4 separate regions of the Mus musculus genome follow, and regions 2, 3 and 4 are each linked to region 1. The links are chromatin contacts, called in public ChIA-PET, HiChIP or PLAC-seq and promoter capture Hi-C maps. All regions are on one chromosome and are shown on one strand. Each heading gives the region's core, a stretch centred on a gene start, on an enhancer-like site or on the middle of the called end of the contact. The rest is flanking DNA. Distances are from core to core; before and after follow the strand shown. Region 1 holds the start of Kdm3a (lysine (K)-specific demethylase 3A). Region 2 has its middle 10 kb from the start of Gm38827. Region 3 has its middle 14 kb from the start of Gm1070. Region 4 holds the start of 4933431G14Rik (RIKEN cDNA 4933431G14 gene).

Evidence for each region. Promoter capture Hi-C pulls out the DNA fragments that hold promoters and counts their contacts. ChIA-PET counts read pairs in DNA pulled down with a chosen protein or histone mark. HiChIP or PLAC-seq counts read pairs in DNA pulled down with a chosen protein or histone mark.
Region 2: a contact with region 1 is called in an H3K27ac HiChIP or PLAC-seq map of T-cell acute lymphoblastic leukemia, with 4 times the contacts expected there. The contact joins the enhancer-like site here to the promoter of Kdm3a in region 1. A contact is called at or near these places in 2 of 39 promoter capture datasets (embryonic stem cells and hippocampal neurons), 4 of 484 Hi-C or Micro-C datasets (CD8 T cells, cerebral cortex and liver), 15 of 115 datasets of contacts at active chromatin or transcription factors (the 230-238 cell line, the SCID.adh cell line, T-cell acute lymphoblastic leukemia and 9 more) and 1 of 9 other capture datasets (embryonic stem cells).
Region 3: an RNA polymerase II ChIA-PET map of memory CD8 T cells shows a contact between it and region 1, with 36 read pairs. The contact joins the enhancer-like site here to the promoter of Kdm3a in region 1. A contact is called at or near these places in 5 of 39 promoter capture datasets (cranial neural crest, embryonic stem cells, hippocampal neurons and 1 more), 1 of 484 Hi-C or Micro-C datasets (the N1E-115 cell line), 13 of 115 datasets of contacts at active chromatin or transcription factors (the 230-238 cell line, CD8 T cells, T-cell acute lymphoblastic leukemia and 5 more) and 1 of 9 other capture datasets (macrophages).
Region 4: a contact with region 1 is called in a promoter capture Hi-C map of neutrophils, with 4 times the contacts expected there. The contact joins the promoter of 4933431G14Rik here to the promoter of Kdm3a in region 1. A contact is called at or near these places in 4 of 39 promoter capture datasets (cranial neural crest, hippocampal neurons, neutrophils and 1 more) and 1 of 9 other capture datasets (pancreatic islet).

Annotation. Positions count from the first base shown.
Region 1 is chr6:71,631,641-71,634,988 of GRCm38.p6, forward strand. Kdm3a (lysine (K)-specific demethylase 3A) reads right to left here and starts at 1,277. Exons shown (of 27, transcript NM_001038695.3): 1 at 1,198-1,277; 2 at 857-939; 3 at 416-631. The coding sequence starts at 601.
Region 2 is chr6:71,162,863-71,166,219 of GRCm38.p6, forward strand. No RefSeq gene overlaps it. Among named protein-coding and RNA genes, the nearest start is that of Gm38827, 10 kb to the left of the region's middle. Within about 2 kb of position 1,874, at least 18 of the 459 cell types and tissues checked have an H3K27ac peak or open chromatin away from gene starts, as enhancers often do. A contact at or near this core is called in the SCID.adh cell line and T-cell acute lymphoblastic leukemia, where this site is marked.
Region 3 is chr6:71,305,936-71,309,116 of GRCm38.p6, forward strand. No RefSeq gene overlaps it. Among named protein-coding and RNA genes, the nearest start is that of Gm1070, 14 kb to the left of the region's middle. Within about 2 kb of position 1,841, at least 20 of the 459 cell types and tissues checked have an H3K27ac peak or open chromatin away from gene starts, as enhancers often do. A contact at or near this core is called in CD8 T cells and memory CD8 T cells, where this site is marked.
Region 4 is chr6:72,121,836-72,125,145 of GRCm38.p6, forward strand. It overlaps 4933431G14Rik (RIKEN cDNA 4933431G14 gene), which reads right to left and starts at 1,362. Exons shown (of 3, transcript NR_045165.1): 1 at 1,210-1,362; 2 at 1,010-1,111. The region is part of intron 1 of St3gal5 (ST3 beta-galactoside alpha-2,3-sialyltransferase 5); the gene reads left to right.

The DNA.
Region 1 (3,348 bases), core at 27-2,526:
TTTCAAGCTAGCCTTCAATGATTCTAATTGTCATCCACTTCTTTAACCTATTACTAATAAACAATACGCCTCCCGTTGGGGGCATAATCAGACTGTCCCAGGGGACCCAGCGCCTGCATTAATGAAGCATGTCTGAACAATCCTAAACCCATTATTAATCTCAGGCCACTGGAGCTCTAGGTCAAACACACCTTGACACTACACCCCATTTCAAAGACTTTCACGGTCTAGAGTTCTGTACCTTCTGATCACCTGCCAACTTTCTAGTGGCCCATTTCAGAAAAGGGAGGGAGGGGCGCTCAACTGTCCCGTTACCAAGGTAACTGAAAACCGTCTGACTGCCCAGCCCCCAGAAGACGGTTTTGTTTGTTTGTTTAGGGATTTTGTATTTTGTTTTAGTCTTTTTGTTTTTTACCTTCAAGTCTTTCTTAGTAACGTCGGTGTGGGAAACAGCTCGAATGGTCCCCGACAGCCAGGGCCACTCGGCAACGCGCTCCAAGTCCCAGTTGTCCTGGCCGCCTTCGTTGCCTTCGGCTGCGGACAGACTGAGGAATCGCTTCCCCACCAATACTGGCCAACTTTCTCCGAGCGTGAGCACCATGGTTTCCACGCCAGCAGGAAGGGCTCCTCCCTGCAGAAGGCACAAAAACAAAATGCGATGGGGGGCGGCCGAGGTCGGAGGCGGCCCGAAGAGACGAAGCGCCGACAGGGACCGGTGGAGTGACACCCCCGCAGGTGGACTCCGCGCCCCAAGCTGCCACCCGCGCCTCCCCAACCCCCCAGCACTCCCCCCCGCAAACACCCCCCCGAGTGCCGCGTGACCCTCTCGCCCCAACAACTTTCGCTTTTTCCAAACCTTTCAAAGCTGGACACTGAGAGAGAGAAGGGAGGACTGAGCCGCGGCGCCAGTGCTTTTGCCTAAGTGTTCGTCCCCTCGCCCTGTTAAAGAAAAGGCTCCCTCTTAGTGCCTAGGGCCCGTCTCAGCGACCGATCCCCGCCCCGAGCGGCCTCGGAGCCGCCGTGGACTCGCTCGCGACTCGACACTTGCCGCGCCCCCGCCCCCCGCTTCCGGGCCGCCGACTCGGGCGCACCCCCGCCCGTCCTGAGCCTTGAACCGAGAAGACGCGGCGACCGCCCGCGCGGGTCCTTCACCCTTCTCCCTCTGTCTCCCGCAGCCGAGGCCCGCGGAGCGCTTACCCCGCCTCCCGCCTCCCTGAGTCACCCACGACGGCGGCAACAGAGCCCAGCCGCCCAGCCGACTCTAGCTCTGACTTGGTTCAAGAGCTCTCTCTCACAAGACACGCACAGCCTCCCGGACCCGCCCCCTCGGAGCCGCTGCCACCGATGATTGGTTGAGTCGCGGGGGATAGGCGGGGCAGCCTAGGAAATTCTACGTTCCTATTGGTTATGCTGAAGAGGGCGGGGTGAGGAAAAAAAACAATTCCTTGGCTGCCTCCTCCCTTCCCCCCGCTCTCAGCAACGACTCGAAGCCGATCCCCCATTAAAGCGCGCAGAACGCGGTCGGTAGATCCCTCCGCCGCAGCTCCATTCTTCCATTTGTTGCCTCGCGCTATGCAAAAAAGTCCCGCCGAATCGGTTATCGACTTTGAGGCCAGAAAGAAAATCGCACAGGCTCACAGATAAGACTGAATGGGGAGACCCAGGATCATGAGCGCCTATTGGATTGCACTTGAAGCGCGTAGGCTGTCGAGCGAAGACCGACCTTCCACCAGGCGGAAGAATCTCACGGGAAAGGGGCGGGGGCGGTGCACAGCCTGCGGGGGAGGGACAGCACTGGGACGTGCGGTTTCAGGCGTACGCAGTTAGAGGGGGAGGAGCGACTAGGCTCTGGGGGCTCCTGCGCACGCGCCAGAAGGGGCGGACTCTTGGAGCTTGGGCTGATGGGTGAAATGGCCGCTGGAGGCGCAGGCGCACGTGGTACTGATCATGACTGTCTAGGTCCGCCATTTTGAAGGATAAATGAAGAAAGGCATTGAGTTGCTGGAAAACGATGTTCATTAAATCTAGAGGCAAACCATCTATTCAAAACTATGTGGGATGTAGGTTTTTTAAAAAGAAAATGTAAAGTGGATATAAGATTTTTGAAACAACAAAGAAATTGAGAAAGTAGATGGAGTTGATGATAAAAGTGATAATGAAAGAGGTGACTTTGAAAGACAAAGGAGAGAAAAGATGGTTTTATGGTTTGGACCAGAGGATTCTTGGTTGAATCAAAAAATGAAATGAATAACTGAAGACTTCTTTATGAAGCCTGGTGCTTAATCTAACATCACACTTAATCTTTATTATAAAATGAATGGAAATTTAGTTTTAATAGTGTGAAAATGAGAATTCAGAAAAAATTCAAAATGTATAAGGGAATGCTATACAATGCAAATTAGTACCAGATGTTTATTTTGAAAAATATTTGGTTTGAATGTATGACAACAGAATGTTAAAGATTAAATAATGCTGAAGTTGAATTAAACTGAATTGGATTTATTATATTCAAACCATTAAGAGGTGGGAAATGGAATGAAGGAACCTATCCACTTCATCAAAAGGCAGAAATGGAAACAAGAAAAACAAAAGGAAGAAGAAGAAATTATGGTTAAAAATAAAATGACAGGAATAAGTCCATTTATATTTACAATAAATATAAATGGGTTAATTTTATAAATAAACATGGAGAGGTACTTAGTATTTAAAAAAATTTTTTTGGCATAAGAAAAGTACAGCATAAGAAACTTGAAACTATTAGGGTAAAATTTTTATAAGACTAATCAAAGGAAAGCTACATTGGCATCTTGTACAGTTATACATTATTTAATACGAGGGATATATTCTGATAAAAGGTTGTTAGATGATTTCATTACATTGATAACATAGTGTCCTTACAGAAATTACCAAGTCACTGAGAAAAACTTATGGGATCACCACTGTATATATCACATGTCACTTGCCATAATGTTGTTATATGGTATATGACTAAGAGTAAAAGCATAAAAAGAAGAAATATATTAATAAAGGATTGGGTCTATAAAATACATTATTGAACTATTCAAACTGAAGATATGAACTAAGTTAATAGTACTAAACAAGAAAGTTTTGACAGCTTATAATCACAGTAAATGCTATAAATCCATTTATCTCAGAAATAAGCAGTTTAAATTTTTAAAATGAGAGAATGTGGAGGACTTAGATCACATAACACATAATTTGGAAAATAACAGGCATAAATTCTACTAAAACAAAAGACATTTTTGTTTTAGGCATAAATTCTACTAAAACACACACATGACTTTTCTGTTTTATTCATGATTCCAGAACCAAGAAAAGTTGGAGAGA
Region 2 (3,357 bases), core at 624-3,123, 470 kb before region 1:
ACTCTTAGCTGACCAACAATATAGAAACATGGGGCAGACTGTGATAGGTTATTTCTCTGCCGGGGAAATGAGCCAATTCAAACCATATTTCTGTAATATCTTTGTGTCTTTCAAAGAAACCAAAACTCTCACTACACCTATGGGTGTATGTCCTGTGAACAAGAGACCCAATCACAAAATAGAAGGTGGTAATCAATATCTGTGGGCGTCCTCTGACCTTCACACACACGTGGTGACATTCATGTACCTATACTCATACATAAACACACACATACACATACACAACATACACAAAAATAATTTTAACTTGGGAGGCATAGGCAAGTGGATCTTTGTGAATTTGAGGCTAGCCTGGTCTACATAAAGAGTTCCAGGGCAGCCAGGGCTACGTAGAAAGACTTTGTCTCACCACCACCACCACCACCACCACTACCACCACCACCACCACCATCATCATCGTCATTTTCGTCATATTTTTATTGATTCTTTGTGAGCTTTACATCATGCACCCTGATCCTGCTCATCTGCCACTGCGACCTCCCCCACCAAAGGAAAGGAAGCTCACTGTGGAAGCTCTGGTGTGCCACACAGTATGCCCTTTTGCCCAAACAGCTTTGCTTGCAAATGTTCATTGCAATGAGTTATGGGGTCTGGTTAAAGGCTTCTGGCTTCTACTACAGTATAAATACTGGATCCTCATCAGGACTCTCCAATATCCTGTTGTTGCCCTGTGTCTTGGAGATCCTGTGGCTTTGGATCTGTATGACCGGTCCCTTCATGCACTTGAGCAGTTTATAGGTGGTGTGTAGTTTGGGTGTCATGGCTGTGAAGAGAAACCATGACCAAGGCAACTTTTACAAAGGAAAACATTTAATTGGGGCTGGCTTTCTGAGGATCAGTCTATTCCATTACATCATGTCGGGGAGCATGGCAGCATCTAGGCAGACATGGTGCTGGAGGAGTCAAGAGTTCTACATCTTGATCTGAAGACTCACTTCTACAAGCACTCAGGGGAGGCTCTCTGTTGGGGATTGGTTCTAATGCTTTGTCTTAATTAAGCTCCCAACATCACACAGGAACCATGTCTAGACGCTGAGGGTCCCTGTCCTCAATTGGTTTTTGATTGAACAATAAATATCCAGAGGCCAATGGCTGGGCAGAGGGACAGAGGCAGGATTTTTAAGGTTTCCAGGGAAGAAACACCCAGGAGAGAAGAAGGGATTCCTCCATGAGAGGGGCAAAGGAAGGGCCATGCCACGAAGGAGCAGAAGGGTAAGAGGACGGAAGTGTAGGTGCAAAGGGAAAGCGGTCCCATAGGAGGGCAGCCCAGAAGGAAACAGGGCAGCAAAGATAAAATATAGGTTCAGAAAATGTTAACTCAGGAATATTAGAGAGGAGTGTGTGCTAGCTGTGGGGAGGTTTGGAAGTGCCCAACCACTGAGCAAGTTAAGGCTTATTAAATATAAAGGGTGTGTGTGTGTGTGTGTGTGTGTGTCTTTTCAGTCTCAAATCCAGAGCTCTTGAGCAGGTGCAGAGCCGTGCGTGTACCTCCTGAGAGCACAGTGAGGTTTAACAGTTTACCAACTATAGCTCTCTTTCTCCACTGGGCGGAGCTTGAGCACTAGGAGCCCTCAAAGCCCGCCTACACAGTGACACACTTCACCTATTCCAACAAGGCCACATCTCCTAAGAGTGACACTTCCCAGAGCCAAGCATATTCAGATCACTGCAGACGGTGTAGATGTTGGTGTGGGCCAACTCAAAGCACTGATCTGGGCCTGGGTGGTAGCTGAGTTGGTCAGCAGTCCTGTTTTCCTGAGCCTGGGCCACTAGGGCCACCTCCTCCTCTTTGCTGAGGCAAGGGGCGGGGCCAGCTTTCCTGCCTGAGGCCAGCTTTCCTGCCTGGGGCAGCTGGTAAGGGGTAGACTGCCTCTTCTTCACTCCGGCCATGAGGAAAAGCTTCCAGATGCCTCCACCAACAAGGTCAGCTCTACCTGGATGCCAGGGCGAGGTGCATGGCCTGCTCTCACTATCGAAATAATGATACTTTTATTGTAGAGATCCCCAACTTATCACATGCTGAAAGCTTCTAGAAAGAGGACCTAGGTTTGGGATCTGGATAAACAGAGTCAGAGAATATAAGCCCAAGGGGAGGTATTAGCCTTCCGCCCTACCCCCGCTTGCCTGAAGCAACTGCTTCGTGTGCACAGAGCAGCCTCTCAAGAACAACCTATACCAACTATGTCTCTTAGCCTCATTCCAAGAGCACACACATTAAGCTGTACTTAAATTTCTCTTAACTTTTAAAAGTGCTTTTGCCCAATACCCTGGTTTGAGTTGTTAAATAGAATGTAAGCAGTGACAGTCTGAAGTTTATAAAATGTTGGACTATGTTAGAATCACAGGGTAGGTTGGACTCTCCCCCCTGACACACATCCTGCTGACATTAGCATGACATAAGAAATGTTGCTGGGGTCTCAGTTCCAAGTGTTCTTTTTCCTTCTTTCTTTCTTCCTTTCTTTCTTCCTTCCTTCCTTCCTTCCTTCCTTCCTTCCTTTCTTTCTTTCTTTCTTTCTTTCTTTCTTTCTTTCTTTCTTTCTTTCTTTCTTTCTTTCTTTCTTTCTTTCTTTCTGGGGTGTTTTTGTTGTTTTTGTTTGTTTGTTTGTTTCAAGACAGGGTTTCTCTGTGTAGCCCAAGCTGTCCTGGAACTCACTTTGTAGAACAGGCTGGCCTCGAACTCAGAAATCTTCCTGCCTCTGCCTCCCAAGTGCTGGGATTAAAGGCGTGCGCCACCACCGCCCGGCTCTTATTTCTTATTATCAGGCCATCTCCCCCATTCCTTTTACAGGGAAAGCTGACGGCGAGGACACCAGTATGATGGTCTGGAATGGCCAGTGTGACCATGGCTGTGAGATGTTTTGGCAGAAGTCAGCAAAGAAAGCAAAAGAGGCTGACAAAGGAAAGACTTCAGGTGAAAACAAGAGGGGCCCAAGTATGGAAGGCCTGCCCAAAGCTGATGTCTTTTTAACCAGTTACAGCCAAGGCAGGCCTGTGAGGAAAGGAAGCCTCCTGCTTAAGAAATCTTGATTCTGAATGTGGCTAATTCAATGCAAGGTGTTGAAAGATCCTCGCAGAATGTAAAAGGACACAGAAGCCCTGAAATTGGCAAGATAGACGTCAGTGTTAGCAGAACTAGCTTCACTGATTTAGAAAAATAGAGGTGCACAATGCTCTGGCCACTCCTTGAACCTGTGTGTCTGCCAATGTTCTGACCAGGTGTGTGCCCATTGCTGCACCTTCATTAGACTCTTTCCTTGTACCCCTCCCATACCCATTTCTTGAGAATAGACATTGTTT
Region 3 (3,181 bases), core at 591-3,090, 330 kb before region 1:
GGTACTGTCAGTAAAGTTGCTGCCACACAAGTCTGAGGACCTGAGTTCAGATTCCAGCCCTGATATAAAAACCGAGTGCAGACTCATGCCTGTAATGGGAACACTGGGGAAGTGGGGAAATACTTGGGGCTCACTGACTTGCCCATCTAGACAAATCTGAAGACGCCAGGTTCTGGGAGAGATGCTGTCTCAAAAGGTAAGATGGAAGTTGATTGACAATACCCAATGTTAGCCTCTGGCCCATATGTGTACTTATACACATGCATGCACTACAGGAACACATGCATACACATAGACACACAAAGAAAACATCAAAGGAAGTCACACGCTAAAGTCCCATGTCATCAAACCAACCCTAAGCTATATATTTGACCTTTCAAGAAGCCAAAGAGGGGCTGGAGAGATGGCTCAGTGGTTAAGAGCATCAACTGTTCTTCCAGAGGTCCTGAGTTCAGTTCCCAACAACCACATGGTGGCTCACAACCACTTGTTATAGAATTCGATGCCCTCTTGTGGTGTGTCTGAAGACAACTACAGTGTACTCATATGCATTAAATAAATAAATAAACCGAGAGAGAGAGAGAGAGAGAGAGAGAGAGAGAGAGAGAGAGAGAGAGAAGCCAAAGAAATGAGAGGTAACTGTCAGATCCTTTTGGTGGGTTATTCATTCATGGTAATGATGATTCTTGCATCACTTAATCATTTGAAAAACTGAAATGATCAAATATTTACCAATCAGCTAATTTTCCATTGTTCTGTCCCCACCTTAGAAGGTAGAGCCTTTGAAACAGCCTGGTCCAGACTTGCTTTTGTTTCTGATTGCTTTGGTCCTTCTCTGTCTAGAAAGCTGGTCTCCTTAGCTCAGCTCTTAGGAAGACTGATTCTGTTTTATGAACTGTACTCTTGCCCTATTCTAGAATAGAAAAGAAACCAGCTAAGATCTTTAGACTAGTGCAGGCATAGTGATGCATGTCTGTAATCCCAGCACTTGGGAGGAACAGGCAGGAGGATCATGAGTTCAAAGTCACCCGCAGACATGTAGTCAGTTGAAGGACAGCCTAGGATGCATGAGATGGTCTCAAAGGAAAAACGAATCTTAATTTATTATTTTTCTTTTCCCATTGTGTGTGTGTATGTATGTGTGTATGTATGTATGTATGTTTGTGTGTATACATGTGTGTGTGTCTGCACACACATCCATGTGTTTGGGCACAGATTGAGGCATATGCATGTGGAAGTCTGAGGCTAATATCAGGAGTCATCTTGGATTATTCATTCACATTATTCATTGAGACAGGGAGTCTCAATCAAACCCAGAGCTCACTGATGTAGCTAGTCTTGCTAGCCAGATTACTCTCCAATGAGATCAGATCCCATGTCTCCATGACTATTCTGGCATTGAAGGTGAACAGTCACACCCACTAGGCATTATACACAGTCAGAGGATCTGAACTCTGGTCCACACATGCATGAGGCAAGTGTTTTAAAGACTGAGCCACCTCCCCAGTACTCCACTAAAACCTTCAAATTATTGTAACGCTGTACAAATTGTCCAATTTTTCTTAGTGCCTTTTTATTATTTGTCTATCCCACAAAGACTGTATACTCCCTGTAGACAGGAATGGCACTGCCTGGAATGTATGGGGCCTGGAATAGCAGAACACGTGCCCCATAACCACACGTGCTGCCACGCATGGGGTAGAACACAGAATGCTACACAGTGAGCCAATGTCCAGAGCAGGTGCAGGTTTCTGTCTCACAAACAGGCACAGGGCACGATACAGCTGCTGCTCAAACAAGGGTGTGGATGGTGGTTAGCGGCTAACATCCTCTCTCCTTGCTAGGTTAGAGCAAAGAGCTAAGACCGACGGCAAAGCAGAGATGAAGGCATATAGCACAGCACAAAGTCTTTCAGAACATGAGTTGATTTTAGATCAACCGCTCAGAGTATTTCGAACTGTGAGAAATAACCTCATACACACATTACATATGTATTATTACTGTGGATGTTTTGCTATATAGATAGAAATTATGTTGCTAGAGATGGATGGCATTGGTGTGGAAAGGGAGATAAATGGAGATGATGTAACTCAGATAGATACATTTTCTACACTACCACCTGCAACACAGATATCTCCTTCCCTCTTGTCCTGCACATGTGTGGAGAAGGAAAGATCAAACTGGATGGTAGAGTTTATGTAAAACACATCCAGGGGACAGATTTGTGCTGGAATATGTACACAATAAATGCAAAAAATGTTTGGTGAATAAGAATGGAGAGGTGGCTCAGCAGCCAAGAGCACTGGCTCATCTTGCAGAGGACTCTGGGTCTGTTCTCTTTTCTTTTTTAAAGATGTATTTCTCTCTTATTACATGTAAGTACACTGTAGCTGTCTTCAGACCCTCCAGAAGAAGGCATCAGATCTCATTATGGATGGTTGTGAGCCACCATGTGGTTGCTGGGATTTGAACTCAGAAGCAGTCGGTGCTCTTTACTGCTTCAGCCCAGGACTCTGGGTCTGTTTCCTAGAACCCACATGGTGACTCAAAACTGTCTGCAAGTCCAGTTCCACGGGAACTAACACCTTCTTCTTAACTCTGAGAGCACTGCTCACACTGTGTGTATTCTTCCATATGCTTGCTCTACTATTCAACTAGGATCCAGCCCTGGCCAAGATTGTTAGAATGCTTCAATGTGACTGAAAGGGGGTGGACGAGATATTCAACAGGCAAAGACCCTTAAAACACACACACACACACACACACACACACACACACACACACACCACACACAGAGAGAGAGAGAGAGAGAGAGAGAGGATCTTATTTGAATATTTCCTTTCTCTCTTATTTATTTATTTATTTATTTATTTTTATTGCATTATCTGTTTATTTGTGTGAGTTTGTATGTGGCACATGTGGAGGTCAGAAGACAACTTCTAGCTTATAGGTTCCAGGGATTAGATTCAGGCAATCCAGTTTAGTAGCAAGCATCTCTACCCACTGAGCTATCTTGTCAGATCTCTCTCTCTCTCTCTCTCTCTCTCTCTCTCTCTCTCTCTTTCTCTCTCCCTCCCTCCCTCCCACCTCCCTCCCTCTCTTCTTTCTTCTGAAACGGGTCCCACCATGTAGCTCAGACTGGCTTGAAACTTGTAAAAATCCCTGTCTCAACCTCCTGAAT
Region 4 (3,310 bases), core at 112-2,611, 490 kb after region 1:
GGATTCAAGTCTTAGGACTCAGACTCCCTGAGCTTACAGGATTTTTTAGTCTACTTAAAGAGAGAAAAGTTTTAGATATATAAGCATTGTCACTGTGTGTAATCTGTAGTGATCTACATTGTGGGAAAAGCAGCAAGCAGGTGTCTGTAAGACAGCTGGAGTAGAATCCCACCTTTGAATCAGCAAAAGCTATGGCTTCAGGTTAAAAAAGATGAACATTTATTTCTCCTCTGTCCAGTGGGATGGACATATAGATTTGACAGAGACAATTTTAGCCAGTGAGAAGCACCGTTAAGTCTATACTTAGAAGACAACCAAATAAAATTTAAACTCTTTTCCTTGTGACTATAATAACAATCAGTGCTCTACCATCTGTCAGAATTCCACTGATCAGTGTTAAAACTCTGAACTTTTGAAATCTTAGTATAACAAGAACAGAGAGGTAAAGAAATATGAAACTCCCATTTTTCATATACCTTAAATCATTCTCTTAAACCTTTACAACGAACGCCATAAGTCACTTTCTTAGATCCTCTGAACTTAAGCCTTCACGTTCTCAGACCTCTCTGCACCTTAGAACACTATCTTAGACCCTCAGAACTTACATAGACTTTAAACCGTTTATCCATCTAGTCATTTACTAGAGGCACAAATGGTTTTTGCTGAGAGCAGCCATTGCAAAGCAAGTGCTTTGAGTAAAAGAACAGTAAATAGCTACATCAGAAACCTGTTTGTCCTTTAATATGAAGCCTGTTGGCAAGGAAACCCCATCTACCTTTCTCAACTGGAGACTTAGTAGCTTTAGAAACAGCAAGGCCTAGTTTTTACATATGATGTGAACTATCTAGGCAGCTGCAGCCTTGCAGGGAGGAGCCCGTTGCCTGCTGCCGTTAAACTGACAGAGCTACAGTTAGCCTAGCCATCAATGCCAGCAGAGATCCGAGAAGGATACATTGTAGCAGAAAGTATCCAAATGGCTTATGTTCTGATTAAAATGACAGAGACTTACTCATTATCGAGATGATCACCCTAGGCTCTGTGGCTACGATGGCTTGGGGGGAGGTGGAGGTCTCAGGCCAGCATTGGTCTTCAGTCACCAGGCCCAGAAGATCTGAGAGAATTTTATGTGGAGGACAGGTGAGGAACTTTGTGGGGACTGACCTTACCCTGTGGTTCTTTCAATGGACTTGAGTTCTGTTCCCAACTGACCTTACTTTGACCAGGCAAGAGTACAGCAATCAACTCAACAGTGGCCGGGTTTGATGGCAGACGAGGCATGAGGCAGTTATGCCCAGTGGTTAAGGTTACCAGAATCCAGATGAAGGTGTCATGTTTAGAAGCCTTCATCTGGCTTCTACTACTAGGAGCTGGGGTCTCTGTCATGGTAAGCTCTTTTACATTAAACATTCTAAATTCCAAATTCAGCAGACCTTTAGAAAGTCTTAAGGACCAATATCTATTAAGTATATACAAAGTAATAAACTTTGCTTGCTTTTAGTTACTTGCTTTAGGCTTAACCTTGAAAAGTAAATAGCCAGGGGGTGCCGCCTTTAATCCCGGCACTCGGGAGACAGAGGCAGGCAGATTTCTGAGTTCCAGGACAGCCAGGGCTATACAGAGAAACCTGTCTCAAAAAACCAAAAAACCAAAAAACAAAAAAAAAAGTAAATAAAGCTTATTTCTATAATTAATGATATTAGCACTCAGCATGACTACAAGTGAGGTTCTGAACACATTATGGAATTTGATCATTTACTCTGTGACTGTTAACTTGCATGTCTTAACTATGGCTTAGCAGCTTTTATAAGACTAGGATTTTACAGCTTTATTTTTGTGAAGTTTGAATTAAAAAAAAACAATCATTTCTGAAGGAACTGAAGCTCTTTGGTATCAAAATAAAACTGTAACTCATAAACACAGTCCACATAGATACTGGGAACTTTGCTGAGCCTTTTACAGTGTACCACTATAGAATATTAGTTTCTTATATTACTCAGATTATCACAATAGCTAAAGCCTAACGAAGTTAGCCAAGACGAGGAAGGGAGACATACATTCCCAAGCCAGCCTCTTCCAGCCTGAGCCGGCCTTAGGTAAGGAGAGACATCCATCCAGTTCTTAGTCAGATTCTTCAGGTCGTTGTCTTGTTGCTCCAAAAGAGAGGAATACTTAAGGTTTTGGTGTTTAGCGTTTGGTGCTCATAGCTGTGGCCCTAATTTTTTAGCCTCTTATCTATTTTTTAAGGCCAGATATTAATAATATAAAACATTCTATAAATTTAAAGTATCCCATAGCCTTATACATTTAAATATTTTAAAAGCTGTTCTTTTAAAAATATCCACTTTTCTAATTTTAAAATATCTGTAAAACTCCAAAATTTTCTCTTAAAGAAGCTTTAAAATCTCTCAATTGTGTGCTCCTATAACAGTAAATAATAATAATAATAATAACAAAGTACCTTTTTTTATTTGAAGAGGGGGAAAAACCCAGAGCAAAACCATAATCTGAACAAGACAAAGCCGAGCTCCAACAGTACCGACAACTCAGTGCTCAGTACCTGGGATTCACTCACCGTCCTCTGGGATTCCCAGTGGGGCCTGGGTCACCTCTGTGGCCCTGTCCTCAGCATTATACCCAGCCTGCCTTCCAGGTGCCAGCTGGCTCCATTTCATAGCAGCTGCTGTTTCTGGGGGCTGTCATACGGCACCAGCCCTGCCACACAGTGCCAAGCCTCAGCTATTCTCCATGGCTACTTCATGCCTTTAAAACCAGTACCACCCAGGTGACTCTTATATCACAAAGATTGGCTGTTCCACAAGGTATGTTCTTGTATATAAATGCATGGAGATAAAGCGTTAAGACCATATTAAACAAACATTGTTTTTAAATCCTGTCTTTCATAAACCTTGTTTTTATGACTTTGTTTTCAGGACAGAAATCATTATATAAAAATCCACCGTAGTCCAAAATCTGAGACCCTGTTGCCTCCTTGATTTTATACCATGCGCTCACCTTTAATCAACATTGGTGGTGGTGAAGTCACATGACATTCACCCGCTGCATCCCTAACAAAGATGGCTGCCAGCCAAGAGGCTGCCTCCTTCCCGATGCGGAACAGCAGCTAAGATGGTGGCAAACCACATGTTGCTATATCACGAAATGACATCATGCCACATGGTCCCTTTAGGTTACCTATGCGTAGAGTTTTAACTATCAATCCTGTGATACAAGTTTTAAATGAATTGTTTTTCAGAAATTTCACGCCATACCCAATAAAGTTATAAATCATAAGGTACAGAAACTTCACATA